Regions from separate parts of the Salmo salar genome. Here region 2 is linked to region 1. A link is a contact called in public Hi-C data. All regions are on one chromosome and are shown on one strand. Each heading gives the region's core, a stretch centred on a gene start, on an enhancer-like site or on the middle of the called end of the contact. The rest is flanking DNA. Distances are from core to core; before and after follow the strand shown.

Region 1 (7,327 bases), core at 1,783-4,282:
GTTTGGCAGCTCAAGCTGTTTACCTTTCCCACAATGACCTTTCCACAAGAAGCACAGTGACCCTTGGCCATGGTGTGTACACCCATCTTCTCCATATCAGAGCTCAGGCCTCCCAGAATGTCATCTATGGTGTCTGTTTTTCTCTGTGTTGACACCTTGTGCTCCAGATCAGAAGTCTTTGGGCTGTTTGTGCTCTCTTCTTTCACTTGTGTGTCATCCATTTCTTTCTTTTCTCCAATCTGTTTCTTTTTGACTGACTTCTGCACAAGTGGTGGTGGGGTTGAGGGAGGAGAAGGGTCTGGCAGCTAAAGATGAGAAAAATCAATGTGTCCACAAAACAGACTTGCATCCATTCATATACATGAATGAAAAATGAAAATGAAATTAATGTTGGTGGCACTAGTAGCACTAAAGCTTCCGATATTTGTTTAGCTTGCTTATACTGCCCTCTGCTGTCAGATCAGGTCAACTTCACTGAAAGACACAGTCGTCCTCTGTTCATGCTCTGAGCAACAGTGTATTTATTCACTGATAGATGTTTCCTCACCCCCATCTCCAGGTCAAGCAGCAATTCATCCATTATGGAGTCCAGCTCTCTGGAAGCAGAGCGAGGGCTCAGCAGACCGGCCTCCATTGGAGCTGGTAACTCACTGACAAACACACAGAGCAAACCACAGATGAGCACTGGTATAGAGTGGACACTGGACAATTACTTAAATCTGTGGTCTCAGCTCTATCTGTATGGTCTCACCCAGTGTCATTACGTATGGCTATCTATGGGCTGACATACGAGTGGCTGACCTGTATACATTGGTGCTATCTGGCTCCTTTCCTTTCCTTGGATGGAGACCAACAGAACACACCTTTGGGACCTGCAGGAAATGCCACTTAACACATATGGCTAGAATATACATCCAGTTGAAGTAATTGGACAAAAGACTAAACAACAACTGCTAGAGGTGATTTTATCATTACCTGTCCATATGTGTTGGCTGTATCACTTTCTTTCTTCTGAGGAGCCGACTCTGGACCAGTTGAGTTGAAAGCCAACTCCTCTAGTAAAAGGTCTGTAACAAACACACATACATATATATGGTAGGTACTATAATTCAGAAAAGGCATTTCTAACAGAACTCCTCTGAGATAAGCTGCAGTGCCTCATTACGGTCGCCTCTTGCAGATTGCAAGGTGCACCCATTGATCTGCTGTGGTTGCTGCATTCAGTGCTGCTTCCTGAGGAAGTGGTGGAAGAGATGCTATAGTTACAGACAATCTCTTCACACTAAAAGTGAAACTTTTGAAACTGATGCAAACCTCTATGACTAACAGTGTTGTTCTTAACTCATACATAATCTGTATAAAAGGAACGTTACATATAACTACTAAGTAATTGTGTTAATTTTAAGACATTTTATCCTAAGTTCTTCATAAGTAAATCATAACTACACTGGTGGAGCACAAATCAATAAAAAAAATCTAAGTAAAAACAAACTGTTCTATTAAAAACACACACTTATATTAATAATAATCGCTATCCACTGGCTTTCTCACAATTTGGTTGGTAGTGGAACGGAATTATGACTTCCGTCAACAACGTCAAGAATCCATCTGTCTCTCAACAGAGATAACCTTCTGTGATTCACTGTGAATTTACATTGACAATCATATCAACAAAAATACAATTTAAATAGATATGATAGAACACATGACATGTTCAGCGTGACCAATGTAATGCAAGGCAAGCATTAATTCACCACACACCATAAAACATGTTCATGTACACCTCCTGAGCAATTTCATTTTTCCCTTCTAGTTTTATCTATTGCATTTTGTTTTATATTTAATAATCACAACAGAAGCAGAGGAAAGAATACTCACCCAGGTCATCCATGCTTGAAAAATATACTTGTGCACTGTGTGAATGAGCCTACGTGTTCTGCGGGGTGTGTGTGTGTGTGTGTGCGTGCGTGCGTGCGTGCGTGCGTGTGTGTGTGTGTTGGTTTACTGACAGTTAATTGGCACACATCCTAAAAGGATAATGTCAAAATCAGATGAACTTGTGGATATGACTTTTATATCTCTGCGTGCAGTTTGAAGGAAGTTGCTAACTAGCATTAGGGCAATGACAGGAAGTCTATAAGTATCTATGGAGCACTCAAATCACACATTTTATTTCACCGGAGAAAATAAACTTCTCACTTGATCCTTAAAGGGATACTTCTGCATTTTGGCAATGGTATACAGGAGTTCATTTGACTCTGGGGAAATAGATAAAGGGCCTAATTGCCAAAATCTTGAATTATCCCTTTAATTAATCAGGTCAAACTGTCATTTCCTTTTGTCTGTTTTTTTTGTTAACTTGAATTTCTCTGAGTGCACTGCTACCTTCCTGAAGACACTGGATACCTTCTAAGATATTTCTACTCATGTTTCTCATGTTTCTACTCATCTCTACTCATATTTCTACTATGTTCATAATAAAACATGTTAAAGGTCAATTCATGACCTGGTGAGTAGTTATACAAAGCTCAGGTTGTATGTACATACATGTTTTATCAACCACTATCTTCTAAATGCTGATGATATATGGGTTAAATGGTCAACTATCAATAAGAAAGGTGAGAGAGCAGTCCCCCTTATCTGAAAATTGAATAGGGAAAGATTCAAAGTTTATTTAACTATAAGATAGTTGTGCTTAATAATGGTGTAACATAGGTGAATAGATTGTTCCACTTCATAATAGTTCAATATGATAACATAATGGGAAGGTTTTTCAGTAGACATATTTATGACAACATAGATTATTGCATATTGATTACATAATGCCATAAATTGTTGACATCATGACATCCCAATATAATGTCTGCTATATATAATATAATCTGCTAAATGACTTAAATGTAATGTAAATGTAATATATAATGACATTATTACAGTGTAATTGTGTGATGACATAATGAGTTCATTTTGTGAGCGTCATTACTTTATTATGACATCATAATGCATTTCATATCCATTTATATCAGGGATGGGCAACTTTGATTGGGGTAGGGGCCACAAAAAATCTGAACTCATCATGAGTTGCTCGAGGTCTGCATACCCACATCCCAGCAGGTAATTCAATTCAAATCAAATCAAAATTGATTTGTCACATGCGCTGAATAAAACAAGTGTAGACCTTACCGTCAAATGCTTACTTTCAAGCCCTTATTAACCAACAGTGCAGTTCATGAAGAGTTAAGAAAATATTTAACAAATAAACTAAAGTAAAAAATATATAAAAAGTAACACAATAACGAGTTTATATACAGGGGGTACTGGTACCGAGTCAGTGTGCGGGGGTACAGGTTAGAGGTAATTTGTACATGTAGGTAGGGGTGAAGTGACAATGCATAAATAATAAAAACAGCGAGTAGCAGCAGTGTACAAAACAAATGGAGGGGGGTCAATGTAATAGTCCGGTGGCCATTTGATTAATTGTTCAGCAGTCTACTGGCTTGGGGGTAGAAGCTGTTAAGGAGCCTTTTGGTCCTAGACTTGGTGCTCCGGTACGCTTGCCGTGCGGTAGCAGAGAAAACAGTCTATGACTTGGGTGACTGGAGTCTCTGACAATTTTATGGGCTTTCCTCTGACACCGCCTATTATATAGGTCCTGGATTGCAGGAAGCTTGGCCCCAGTGACGTACTGGGCCGTACGCACTACCCTCTGTAGCGCCTTACGGTCAGATGCCGAGCAGTTGCCATACCAGGCGGTGATGCAACTGGTCAGGCTGCTCTCGATGGTGCAGCTGTAGAACTTTTTGAGGACCTGAGGACCCATGCCAAATCTTTTTTGTATCCTGAGGGGGAAAAGGTTTTGTCATGCCCTCTTCACGACTGTCTTGGTGTGTTTGGACCATGATAGGTTGTTGGTGATGTGGACACCAAGGAACTTGAAACTCTCAACCCGTTCCACTACAGCCCCGTTGATAATAATGGGGGCCTGTTCGGCCCACCTTTTCCTGTAGTCCACGATCAGCTCCTTTGTCTTGCTCCCATTGAGGGAGAGGTCGTTGTCCTGGCACCACACTACCAGTTCTCTGACCTCCTTCCTATAGGCTGTCTCATTGTTGTCGGTGATCAGGCCTACCACTGTTGTGTCATCAGCAAACTTAATGATGGTGTTGGAGTCGTGTTTGGCCACGCAGACGTGGGTGAACAGGGAGTACAGGAGGGGACTAAGTACACACCCCTGATGGGCCCCAGTGTTGAGGATCAGCGTGGCAGATGTGTTGTTGCCTACCCTTACCACCTGGGGGCGGCCCGTCAGGATCCAGTTCTAGAGGGAGGTATTTAGTCCCAGGGTCCTTAGCTTAGTGATGAGCTTTGTGGGCACTATGGTGTTGAACGCTGAGCTGTAGTCAATAAACAGCATTCCCTTTGTCCAGGTGGGAAAGGGCAGTGTTGAGTGCGATTGAGATTGCGTCATCTGTGGATCTGTTGGGGTGGTATGCGAATTGGAGTGGGTCTAGGGTATCCAGCTGGATGCTGTTGATGTGAGCCATGACCAGCCTTTCAAATCACTTCATGGCTACCGACATGAGTACTACGGGGCGGTAATCATTTAGGCAGGTTACCTTCACTTCCTTGGGCACAGAGACTATGGTGGTCTGCTTGAAACATGTAGGTATTACAGGATCAGTCAGGGAGATGTTGAAAATGTCAGTGAAGGCACTTGCTAGTTTGTCCACGCATGCTTTCAGTACACGTCCTGGTAATTCATCTGGCCCCGCGGCTTTGTGAATGTTGACCTGTTTAAAGGTCTTGGTCACATCGGCTACCGACAGCGTTATCACACAGTCATCCAAAACAGCTGGTGCTCTCGTGCATACTTCAGTGTTGCTTGCCTCGAAGAGAGCATGATAACAAGTTTAGATAACTGGCCACAAAACTGGCCGTATTCTACTATTCTAACTCACAACATTAAGTTGAGAACCTGAGTTCTCCCCCCCCCCAAAAAAATGAAATGTTTTATTTTTCACATACACCGGACAGATGCAGTGAGATGTGTTTTACATGGTCAGCCATAGTAGTACACTGCCCGTGGAGCAAATTAGGGGTATTATTCTAGAAATGTGTGTTTTACAGAAGATTAAATAATCTGTAGCCTACGACAATGTTACATTATGAGATTACAATGTTTCAATACACAAAAAAACAAATGAATAATTTCTGAAACGAGGGAACAGTTATAACACAGATTATCCACTATATTGACCAGATACCCATAGGGCGGCGCACAATTAGCCCAGCGTCGTCCTGGTTAGGTTTTGGCCAGAGAAGGCTGTCATTGTAAATAAGAATTTGTTCTTAACTGACTTGCCTAGTTAAATAAAGGTTAAATAAAATAAATACTAATGGCTGCTCTAACAATGAAAATAAATGGCTACGGTCGAGTGGATCAGTTTTGTCAAGTCAGTGACCATCGTTGGTCACCACCTTTCAAAGTGTGTTGCATTATGAGGATTAAAATTATCCGATTTGCGCCTACATGTCGACTGCATGAACTTTACAAAAACCATGTTATCAAAGGTAATGACGTTTTGACTGCAGTTGTCACGACTCCCACCGAAGGTGGCTCCCCCTCCTGCTCGGGTGGCGCTCGGCGGTCGTCGTCACCGGCCTACTAGCTGCCATTGATTCCCTTTTGTTTTCCCCTTTCCGTTATTGTTTGCACCTGTTCTGTGTTGGATTGATTAGCGGGGCTATATTAGCCAGTAGGCCCGTCTGCTCTTTGTGCGGGATTGTTTCTCTGATTGTATTGCTTGTGTACACACCGACTGTGTTTTGCGCCGACTGTGTTTGCGCCCACTGTGTTTGTCCCCTGTGTTTGGGGCACTTTGTTTTGTGTGCGCTCAGATTGCTGTTTGGGGTGGCTTGTGTTTTCGCCGTTGGGCTCATTAAAAGCCATGACCCTATATCGCTGCTTCCTGCGTCTGATTCCTCTGCTACAACGCCCAAGCCTTACAGCAGTGGACTGCAAGTTTCTGCAGTTGCAACTTCATGCTGTAGCCATCGCCTGCATTGTGGGAGACTCTATTGTCAACCAATCATTTAGGGTGTTTTTGTTTGACCCACACGACCAAGGACGTGCCCAAAGACATGACTGAAATAGAGACCAACTCTGCCGCAATTCACGCAAATCGTGTATACAGTAGAAATGTAAACATTTATGAATGTTATATTTGAGGCTCTCTCACCAATTCATTGTACAATGTACACACATATATGTTCAATTTATGTGTGTGTGATATGGGAGTTGGAAACTACATCAGTGTCCGACTTTTTGCTGTCGCAGATACACCTCCCCCAACTTTCCTCCTCGACTTTCGTCTACAGTCAGTTGCTTTCACCTTACCACTCAACGAGCCCATTTTCTTGAAAAATGTAAGGCAAGATCAGATGGGACCATTCTAGCCAATGAGAGGGCAGATATGCGGGTGACCTACAAGCACAACGTTTTCCACTAGATACCACAAACACAAAGTCCAAATTTGCTATCATAAAATGTGCTTTTTGGTCTTCATTTAAGGTTAAGGTTTGGCGTAGGGCTAGCAGTGTGGTTAAGGTTAGGTTTCAAATCACATGTTAAGAAAATAAATTGTAGAAATAGGCTAGGTTTATGACTTTGGTAACTATTGACGACCAGGCACAACTCCGATATAAATGTTTTTTTTTCTCAAAGTTTCCGTGATATCACGTGTCCTACTTATATCGGTACACTGGTAATAACCTAGTCATTACGAAACTTATATTCGATCATCAATTAAGCCACACGTAGCAAATAATCCTTTCAATGTTTTGTTAACTACATTCGACATTCTCTCATTGACCTCCATACAAAACCCGCTCGCTTAGTGAGCGAAAAAAACGAAAAAAATCGCCACCTGCTACCGATTTTGGCCCACTTATCCGTCTCGCTTCAACTCTTCCTTTCTGATTATAATGTAACACATTTGCCGTGGTGGTTCATGGGAAGAGAATTTGCCACCTCCCACTTCCTCTGTTCCTGTTTATATTTCTCCCTATTCAATTGTAGTTATTGATAGAGCTTTGAGTAGAGTGATGAATGAAAGGCAGTGTGATTTGTTATAGTTTACCAGTATTATTAGTCTTTTAGCGGCAACATCACTCCACAATCGTACAGACAGTAGTCGATTGGAATCTACTACCAGGGTTTGCGTCTTAGATCTTAAAAGGGCAACAGAATCATGGCGGGTGGGACCCCTTAGAATTTACAAGACTGAGTCAACTAAACATAACGAGGTGAGGTGGACCCCTCTTTTAG
Region 2 (7,794 bases), core at 1,518-4,017, 52 kb after region 1:
ATAATAGATCATTTGTTCTCACCAGGATAAATAAAGGTTCCAGTAATGACTGGATGAAGTCTATAATCATCCTCTCTCCTCTCACTAGGCGGAGCTGAAGTCTAAGAAAGCCGGCGAGTTGTTTGCTGTGTGTATAGAGAAGTATAACCGCGTGGGAGGAGACTTCGAGCAGAAGATGAGTGAATCAGCTCAGGTCAGTCAGTCCACTGGTCCTGGGGCAGGTTAGACAGACTCCCTGGAGGAACCAGACATGTTATATCACTGTGGCCCAATCCTGGGGTTCCCTTTAAGTTAACATAAACCCCTTTTATTCACAATGAACACATCTCCATGGCTACCTGCAGTTTCCAAGGAAACCCTTAACAAACCCGATGAGCGTTGCTATATTTGGGTATGAAATGATGACTGGAATCCTGGTGACCAATTACCTGTTAATAGCTACAATGGGAGATCTGTCCCTAATTATGTGTCGGGTAGAGAGAGCTCAGTGTGGCTTCATGAAGACTACAGCCCAGAACATGATGGGGGAAATGACCTGTTCTTTCAAGCCATTACTCTAGCCCACATGCTGTGTTGTGATTAGCACCTGGTTATTATCTGGGATGGGAACTATTATGGTTTGCGCCTGGTTCTGTTCTTTTAAAGTTGCCATGGCTGATAAGTGCCTTTGGATTTTGTGTCTTGGGGTTCTTTGGGTTTCAGTTCTTACTACTTGACGGCATTTTGTGGTGGTTTGTGGGTATTTTGAGTAGTGTTTTGGTGTGCTTTGAGGTAGTTTGCTGTAATTAGGACCCATCTTGGTGTCTGAACACTGTTGTGTTCCCATCCTGTGTACAGAAGTTCCAGGACATTGAGGAGGCCCACCTGAGGCAGATGAAACAGCTTATCAAGGGATACTCTCACTCCATAGAGGACACCCACGTCCAGGTGGGACAGGTAGGTCACCCAGACACTGACCCAGGAGGCCACAGTCTGGCTGGAGGGATTTAACTGCCCTCTCTGGGCGGTTGTCCTGCTATAGTCAAACTTCACATCCACAACACACACACTCCAAAGCCCTCTCTCTCAGGCATGCTTCTTCTCTCTTGAGCTGCTCTTGTCTGACTGTAAGAAGCCCCTCTCTCCTCTGTTCAGGTCCATGAGGAGTTCAAACAGAACGTGGAGAACATCGGCATAGATAACCTCATCCAGAGGTTTGCAGAGCAGAAGGGCACAGGGAAGGACAGACCAGGTACACCACACAAACACCATAAACGGATGGTTTGATCCCAGCGTGTGTACGCGTGAGCGTGTGTCCCATTTGTCCTCACTGTGGTATATCCCTATGTGTGGCAGCCCTGGTGGGGTTTGAGGAGTACATGACAGCTTCAGTACCTGAGGGGAGTAAGAAGAGTCGAGGAAAAGCCTTCAGGATTCCTGGACTGGGCAAGAGGGACAAAGAGCCAGACTCAACGTGAGCACACACGCACACACAGATGATCAATCCCAATTCCCCTCACTTTCTTTTGTCAGCTTCATCTGGGATATTATCTTGTCACTTACATTCACCTATGTGTTGCTTTTTGCAGGGATTCGGCTGTGACGGAGACACCAGTGAGTGTATGCTAATTCACACTTGTACACAGTGGCACGAAAACCATCAAGTGAATGTCAGTTCTTCCATTATCATTTGTACATCTGTGGTGGTTTAAACAGCACATCACGTTGCCCCCTGCCAACTTCCTGACAGACGGATGGACGTGTGTGTGTGTCACCGTGTGCATTTGTGCGTGTGTATGAGCAAGGGGGAGTAATCATATGTGTGACAATGACGTGTCTGGCAGTGTTGGGTTACCTTGCCTATTTTTATCCTTCTGAGAAGGGGCTTTTGAGGTTGGGTCGAGATCAGTGGGCTGCCAGGACTGTTTTAACAGACAAGTGTCATGGGGGGGGGGGGGGTCGTAGTCTTCACACACTGCCCCTGAAGTGATAACACTTCTGATGATAACATCAGTAGTCTGGGTTGAGGTTTGTTATTAAGCATATCAAACACTAGGATAAAGTCTTGATGTTTGTGTCTGACATGGCTGGGTATTCTCTGTTCTGCACACAGAACTCTCCCCTGGAGGTGGATGAGGAGGGGTTTGTCATCCGAGCCGACGTCAGTCAGAATGATATCCTTTCCAGGCAGTGACACTGACTATCAGATGATAGTCAATCTCTCTGCTATATTGTTGTAATATTTGCCTTTGACAGACCTCTTTATCTTCATATTGAAAACAAGGCTTCCTGCCACTGTGTAAGAGAGTGTTACATCTTCATAAAGCACTCTAGACGTCTCCTATTAGGTGAATAGAACATTAGCTAGTTCTCGCTGGTGGGTAGGAGCGTTGGGCCAGTAACCGAAAGGTTGCTGGATCGACTCCCCGAGCTGACAACATAAACATGTGTTGTTCTGCCCCTTAACTGCCCCAGTTAACCCACTGTTCCCGGCCCCCCCCTCATCCACCTGCATTCAGTTACTAGGTATCCCCGTTTCCCTAAGTGCTCTCTCTGTCCTTATTCCAACTCCAGTCCATTATGAGGCAGGGCCAATGGGGGCCATGATAGCAGGCTACCTCCCTCTGTTGTTGTCATTCTGTCACTCTCCTCAGCACAGTTGTTACACTCGTTAGGTATTTTATGTAACGGCAAATATACTGACAGGAGATCTGTCTCTCTCAGGCACTCACTCACAGCACATGCCTGCGAGCAAACCGACACTAACACACGTGCGTGCAGATCAGCATGTAATAACAGGAAGGAGATAAGGTCAGATGGAGCTGCAGAATGTTTCGGTTGGCTGTTTTATACGCTGTCACCTCTGGCGCGCTCTGTGTTTGTCAGCAGTCCTATACTCTCTAGTCTACATGGCCCCAGAGGGTATTAATAAAGCCATATAGCATTATCCTCAACAAAATGCCTGAGTGAAAACATTTTTGCCATAAAGCTCAAGCAAGCCTAAAGGAAGATTTTCCACTGCTTTCTAAACTCATAGATGAGGTATCTGTATAACACAGGACAATGGAAACCTTGACACTCCTGAAGTTGTCCCAGGCAGCATTAGGCCATCTTCCCTCCATTCAAGCCTCTATCTCAGGTCACTGCTCCTTAACCCAGCTCTCTGTCCGTACGCTGCTCCACGGAGGACAAGGAGAACGACTTCTACTCCAGCGACTCTGACTTTGACGACGAGGAGCCCAAGAAGTTCCACATTCAGATCCGTCCGGTGGGCAGCAGCAGCAACTCTGCTGCTACAGAGATGGAGCTGAAGGCCACCGTGGGGGCACTCACACTGCCCCCCAACAGAGGGGTACAATGGGAAAAGAGAAGGGGGAAGGAGGGAGTACAGGACCAAAGGGGAGGCATGGATGGGGTGAAATGTGTCACTCATTTTCATGTGGCGGTATCAGACGTCTGATGAAAAAGATAAGCTCAGAAATGCTTATCTGTGTATTATGCCATGTTGGTTTTTCCTGGTAATTATCTCTCCATGTTGTTGTAAAAACAGCAGGATAGAAGCATGCTTAATTGTTTAGATGCTTCCATACAGTGTAATTAACGACTCGGCTCTCCCTCTGTTCCAGGTGTCAGTGAAACGTTATCGTTCCAGTAAGTTCCATTAAACTCAGCTTCTGGTTAAAAAAAGTTGGATTTCTGTCTGTCTCTGTCTGTGTTGTACGCACACATTTGTGTGTATATGTGGGCGCGCGAGTGTGTTCTCTGAATCCTTGTCCTGTCCACAGGAAACAGCAGTACTACAGGCCGTTCAAAGGGGGAGGGAGAGGGCGCCCCCCACAGGGGTAAGTGGAGTTAGCACTCTCTCCACACCACTGGTTTTGCAGCATCAGTACTTTATCAGTTCACCACAATGTATTCTATCACTGTTGAAAGGTCATAAACATCCATTTCATATGGTATTCATGCACAAGGATACTATTACTACCAGTCTGAAGTGATGCTGTGAATGTGATTTACTGTATTGCTTCTGGCGAGGCTTAGCAGTGCGTATCCGTCTAGTAATAAATCCTAGAGGTGGCTGACCTTGGCTGAAAGACGCTGTCTATTTGTCCCACTTCGGTCTGTCTGGAACATGGTTTATTAGTGGGGGAATAGCAGACTGTGATGCTACAGTAGGAGGCTATTGGCGGAGGAGATGGAATAAAGCAGGGGAAATGAGCAGACATGATTAACGATGAGTGCCTTAATTAAAACAGTAGCATAAAGCACCGGGCTGATGCTGCTTAGAGAACTGGTCTAATGGCTGGTATGTATCAAAATGGAAGATAATGGGCATTCCCTTATGGCTCTGCCCTCCATAAGCACTCCAGTTAATCACATCTCCCTCTGATTGGGACTGATTGGGGAGCAGTCACGAATTAAACTTCACTAACTGTGTGTGTGTGTGTGTGTGTGTGTGTGTGTGTGTGTGTGTGTGTGTGTGTGTGTTTTTTACACTTTGCAGAGGGAGAGCAGGACGGCCTACGCAATTCCATCTCCAGTCCGGATCACAGCAGGTGAGTGAAAGTCAGTCTCTCCTCTCTGACGTGCATGGCTGTAGCTGTGAGCAGCAGGGAGATAGAGAGATGCTGTGGGAGAGGAAGCCAGCCCGAGATCTGATGATAGTGCTGCATCACTCTGTCAAATCCTGACATTATCTCTGGCTATGCTTTTATTGGCTCCTGGTGATGCATAATCTCCTTCTCTCATTCCTTCTCGCTCACCCACCCTCTAGGTTGAGTTCTACTGCGTCAGGCTCAGACAGTCTCTTTGGACCTCCTCTGGAGTCGGCCTTTAAGTCCAAAAGCTTTGCTGGTAGAGATCAGCTACCGAGAGCAGAGAGTGTCTTTGGTGCATCTGAATGTAAATATGGTTAATATGATAATATACTAATAATATGATATATTATTGATGAAAATTAGGGACAGAAGTTTTTCCCCATCACATAGTCAGTAAAACACCTGTTCCTATGTATGATACATACTGTTTTAGGTAGAATGATTGTCTGCCCTTGTTCTCTCCAGATGCTGCCTTCTCCACTGACTCCTCCTCTCCTGAGAATGTAGAGGACTCTGGGCTGGACTCACCTTCCCATCAGCCCCTGGGTCCCTCCCCTGAGACAGCTGGTTGGGCAGCGTGGCCATCGGCAGGTCAGAGTAAAGAACCAGCAGGACTGGGCAGGCCAGCAGACCCCTTCCTTACTGCCTTTAGAGACCCCTCCTCAGGACGCAGCCCCCACTCCCCCCCAGGACGACCCAGCCAGTATCTGGGCAGCTGCTCTACGGTCCCCCCACCCCCCTCCAGACATGGACCTCTCAGCCCTCCGTTTCCCGGTCTTCTCCCAGTCCCTGGTCCCTCCAGAGCTGGACCCGGCTCTGTGGAGCTGTAAACACATCCCTCCTGAAGACCCCTTCCTGGCTGCCTTTGAGAGGACCGTCGTCACCCAGGAGACCCTGCCCCCCCCTGACGCCTGGGCCCCCCCACTTCCGCGCCCCTCCAGAGACGGGAGGGGGATAGAGGTACGGAGCGACCCCTTTTCCAGTGACAGTAAAACCCTTCCCACCCCCTCATTTTGCAAGGACATGGACAGGAAACGGGACCGTAGCGTCCCGCCCCCCAGAATCACCTGACGACCCATTCGCCATCACTATGATTGGCAGCCCCACCCACCAGTCAGCCCTGGCTGCCGCGACAGGGGTCCTGACCCACAGTGTCAGCAGTAGTAGGCTGACCCCCAACGCCAAATCCCTCCCCTTATCCCAGCCGAAGAAGGAGCTGGTCCACTGGAACTCTGTCCACAACCCCTTCAGTGAGGGGACCTCGGCTGGGTCTCTGGCCCTGGGTGGAGTGGTCAATGAGGGAGGGAGGAAGCAACGCGAGTCATGCAGTGAAAGCGAGCCACGCAGGAGCGGCCTGCCTCTCACACTGAATTCTGGGCCACAGGAGGACCTGTGCTTCTCTACTGACAAAGACCAGAACTGTCTGGACCTGAATGCTCCACAGCAATCCTGCAACATGGGCTCACACAAAGGTACAAATGTTACACACTACGCTACTGGGCTCAAATGTCTATGCACTAGCTATATTTTGGGATTGTATTTTTTTATTTCCCCAAATATATTTCACACTATTCAAAACGCCACACAGTCTTTTAGACAACTTCCTCTTGTTTTACAGGTTGTAATATTGGTCATTTCCCTCTCTCCTTCCTCTCCAGGTTCAAAGCATAGCTTCAGGCAACACAGTGCAGAGCTGCTGGTGGCAGCCCCCCCCAGACCAGCCAGAGCCAAGAGGTCCTCAGGCAGACTGAGTGGCTGTGAGAGAGTGAGTGACTATAGCAGCTCAGGTCTGGTCTCACTCACAGACCTGTGGCTTCTCCAGCTATAAGTCTGACAAGCAAGGCTAGAACAGTAGTCCTGTTCATTCTTCCAAACATGAATGATGACTGTAGAAAAAAAAAGTTACAACTAAAATATGTTTCTGATTGAGCTGAGCAGAGAAAATGTTCTGTGAAGAGGGTATGTTCTGAACGATGACATTCTCCACACTGTAACCCTTATATATCCCTGTTGTCTCAGTCCAGGTCAGTGTGCTCATCTCCTCTGCCGGACCCCAGCCCGGACTTCACCTCATCCTCCTCCTCCAGCCCTAGTGAGTGGGGGGCCCAGACCCATGCCACCAGCCCTGCTAGAGGTGGGCAGCCCTCACCCCTCTCACACCTGCACAAAGACCACACACGCCTACACAGTCTAAACAACAATTTTCATACCAATATTTGAAAGATACCCAATAGCATAAAGCACTTATGAATAAGGACATTGCGTCTTAGACATGGCTATTTTCCCCACAGTGCATCTGTCTCGCGGGCCGAGCCCAATCTCCCTGAGCACCCAGGAGTCCTGGCCTGTGGCTGCAGCCATCACAGAATACATCAACGCTTACTTCAAAGGTGGACAGCATAACCGGTCAGTATACATAAGCCCTCTGTACACCAGATCCAATGTTATTACTTTTTATACACAGACCTGCTGAAGGCGAAGCGTATGCACATTTCTCTTCTCTCTTCTCCAGCTGTTTGGTGAAGATCACAGGAGATCTCACCATGTCTTTTCCTGCTGGAATAAGTTGTATCTTCACTGCTAACCCAAACGCCCCGGTCCTCAGCTTTCGATTGGTCAACATCTCCCGGGTTGACCACTTTCTGCCCAATCAGAAGCTGCTCTACAGGTAGATGAATATGGGATTGGTTGTGGGGTTATGATATATAGACATATTGCTGAAATGGTAGGATATGTCTCATTCTCCCGAGTGTGTTATTCTCCACAGTGACCCCTCTCAGAGTGACCCAGACACCAGGGACTTCTGGTTTAACATGCAGGCACTGAACCTTTACCTGCAGAGAGAGGCTGAGCTCAACCCCCTGGCCTCCTACTATAACGTGGCCCTACTCAAGTACCAGGTGACTGATGAAGTACAGTGGAACTCTCTGTCATCTGACCTTTCAAGTATTCTTCAAGATACACATTTTCTCCCGTCTTCCAAATGACAGCATTGTCCTAACATCAACAGCCTCTCCCAACTCTGTTCTTCTTTTCTCATTCCTTCCTTCCCTCCCTTCTCAGGTGTCGTCCCAGGACCCTGGTCGTGCTCCCCTCCTGTTGTCAGCAGAGTGCCAGCGGAGTGGCACAGTGACACGTGTGTCCCTGGACTATCACTGCTGCCCGGCCACCGCCCCCTCCACCCAGCTCACTGCTGTGCAGGTGTTGCTACCCCTCG

Evidence for each region. A called contact is a pair of places that touch in the nucleus more often than the background predicts.
Region 2: a contact with region 1 is called in a Hi-C map of muscle, with 2.3 times the contacts expected there. The contact joins the enhancer-like site here to the promoter of znf692 in region 1. A contact is called at or near these places in 2 of 3 Hi-C or Micro-C datasets (blood and muscle).

What each region holds. Positions count from the first base shown.
Region 1 is chrssa10:24,379,595-24,386,921 of Ssal_v3.1, forward strand. znf692 (zinc finger protein 692) reads left to right here and starts at 3,033. Exons shown (of 12, transcript XR_006756922.1): 1 at 3,033-3,114. lpxn (leupaxin) reads right to left here and starts at 2,141. Exons shown (of 9, transcript XM_045687542.1): 1 at 1,879-2,141; 2 at 976-1,067; 3 at 802-887; 4 at 548-650; 5 at 24-305. The coding sequence starts at 1,891.
Region 2 is chrssa10:24,432,199-24,439,992 of Ssal_v3.1, forward strand. It overlaps LOC106613838 (F-BAR domain only protein 1), which reads left to right. Exons shown (of 28, transcript XM_045688608.1): 7 at 89-193; 8 at 838-936; 9 at 1,135-1,231; 10 at 1,336-1,453; 11 at 1,569-1,599; 12 at 2,093-2,153; 13 at 3,153-3,331; 14 at 3,606-3,630; 15 at 3,765-3,821; 16 at 4,484-4,535; 17 at 4,754-4,881; 18 at 5,043-5,403; 19 at 5,538-6,049; 20 at 6,236-6,342; 5 more. Among protein-coding and RNA genes, the nearest start is that of trnaa-ugc, 22 kb to the left of the region's middle. Within about 2 kb of position 2,768, at least 4 of the 13 cell types and tissues checked have an H3K27ac peak or open chromatin away from gene starts, as enhancers often do. A contact at or near this core is called in muscle, where this site is marked.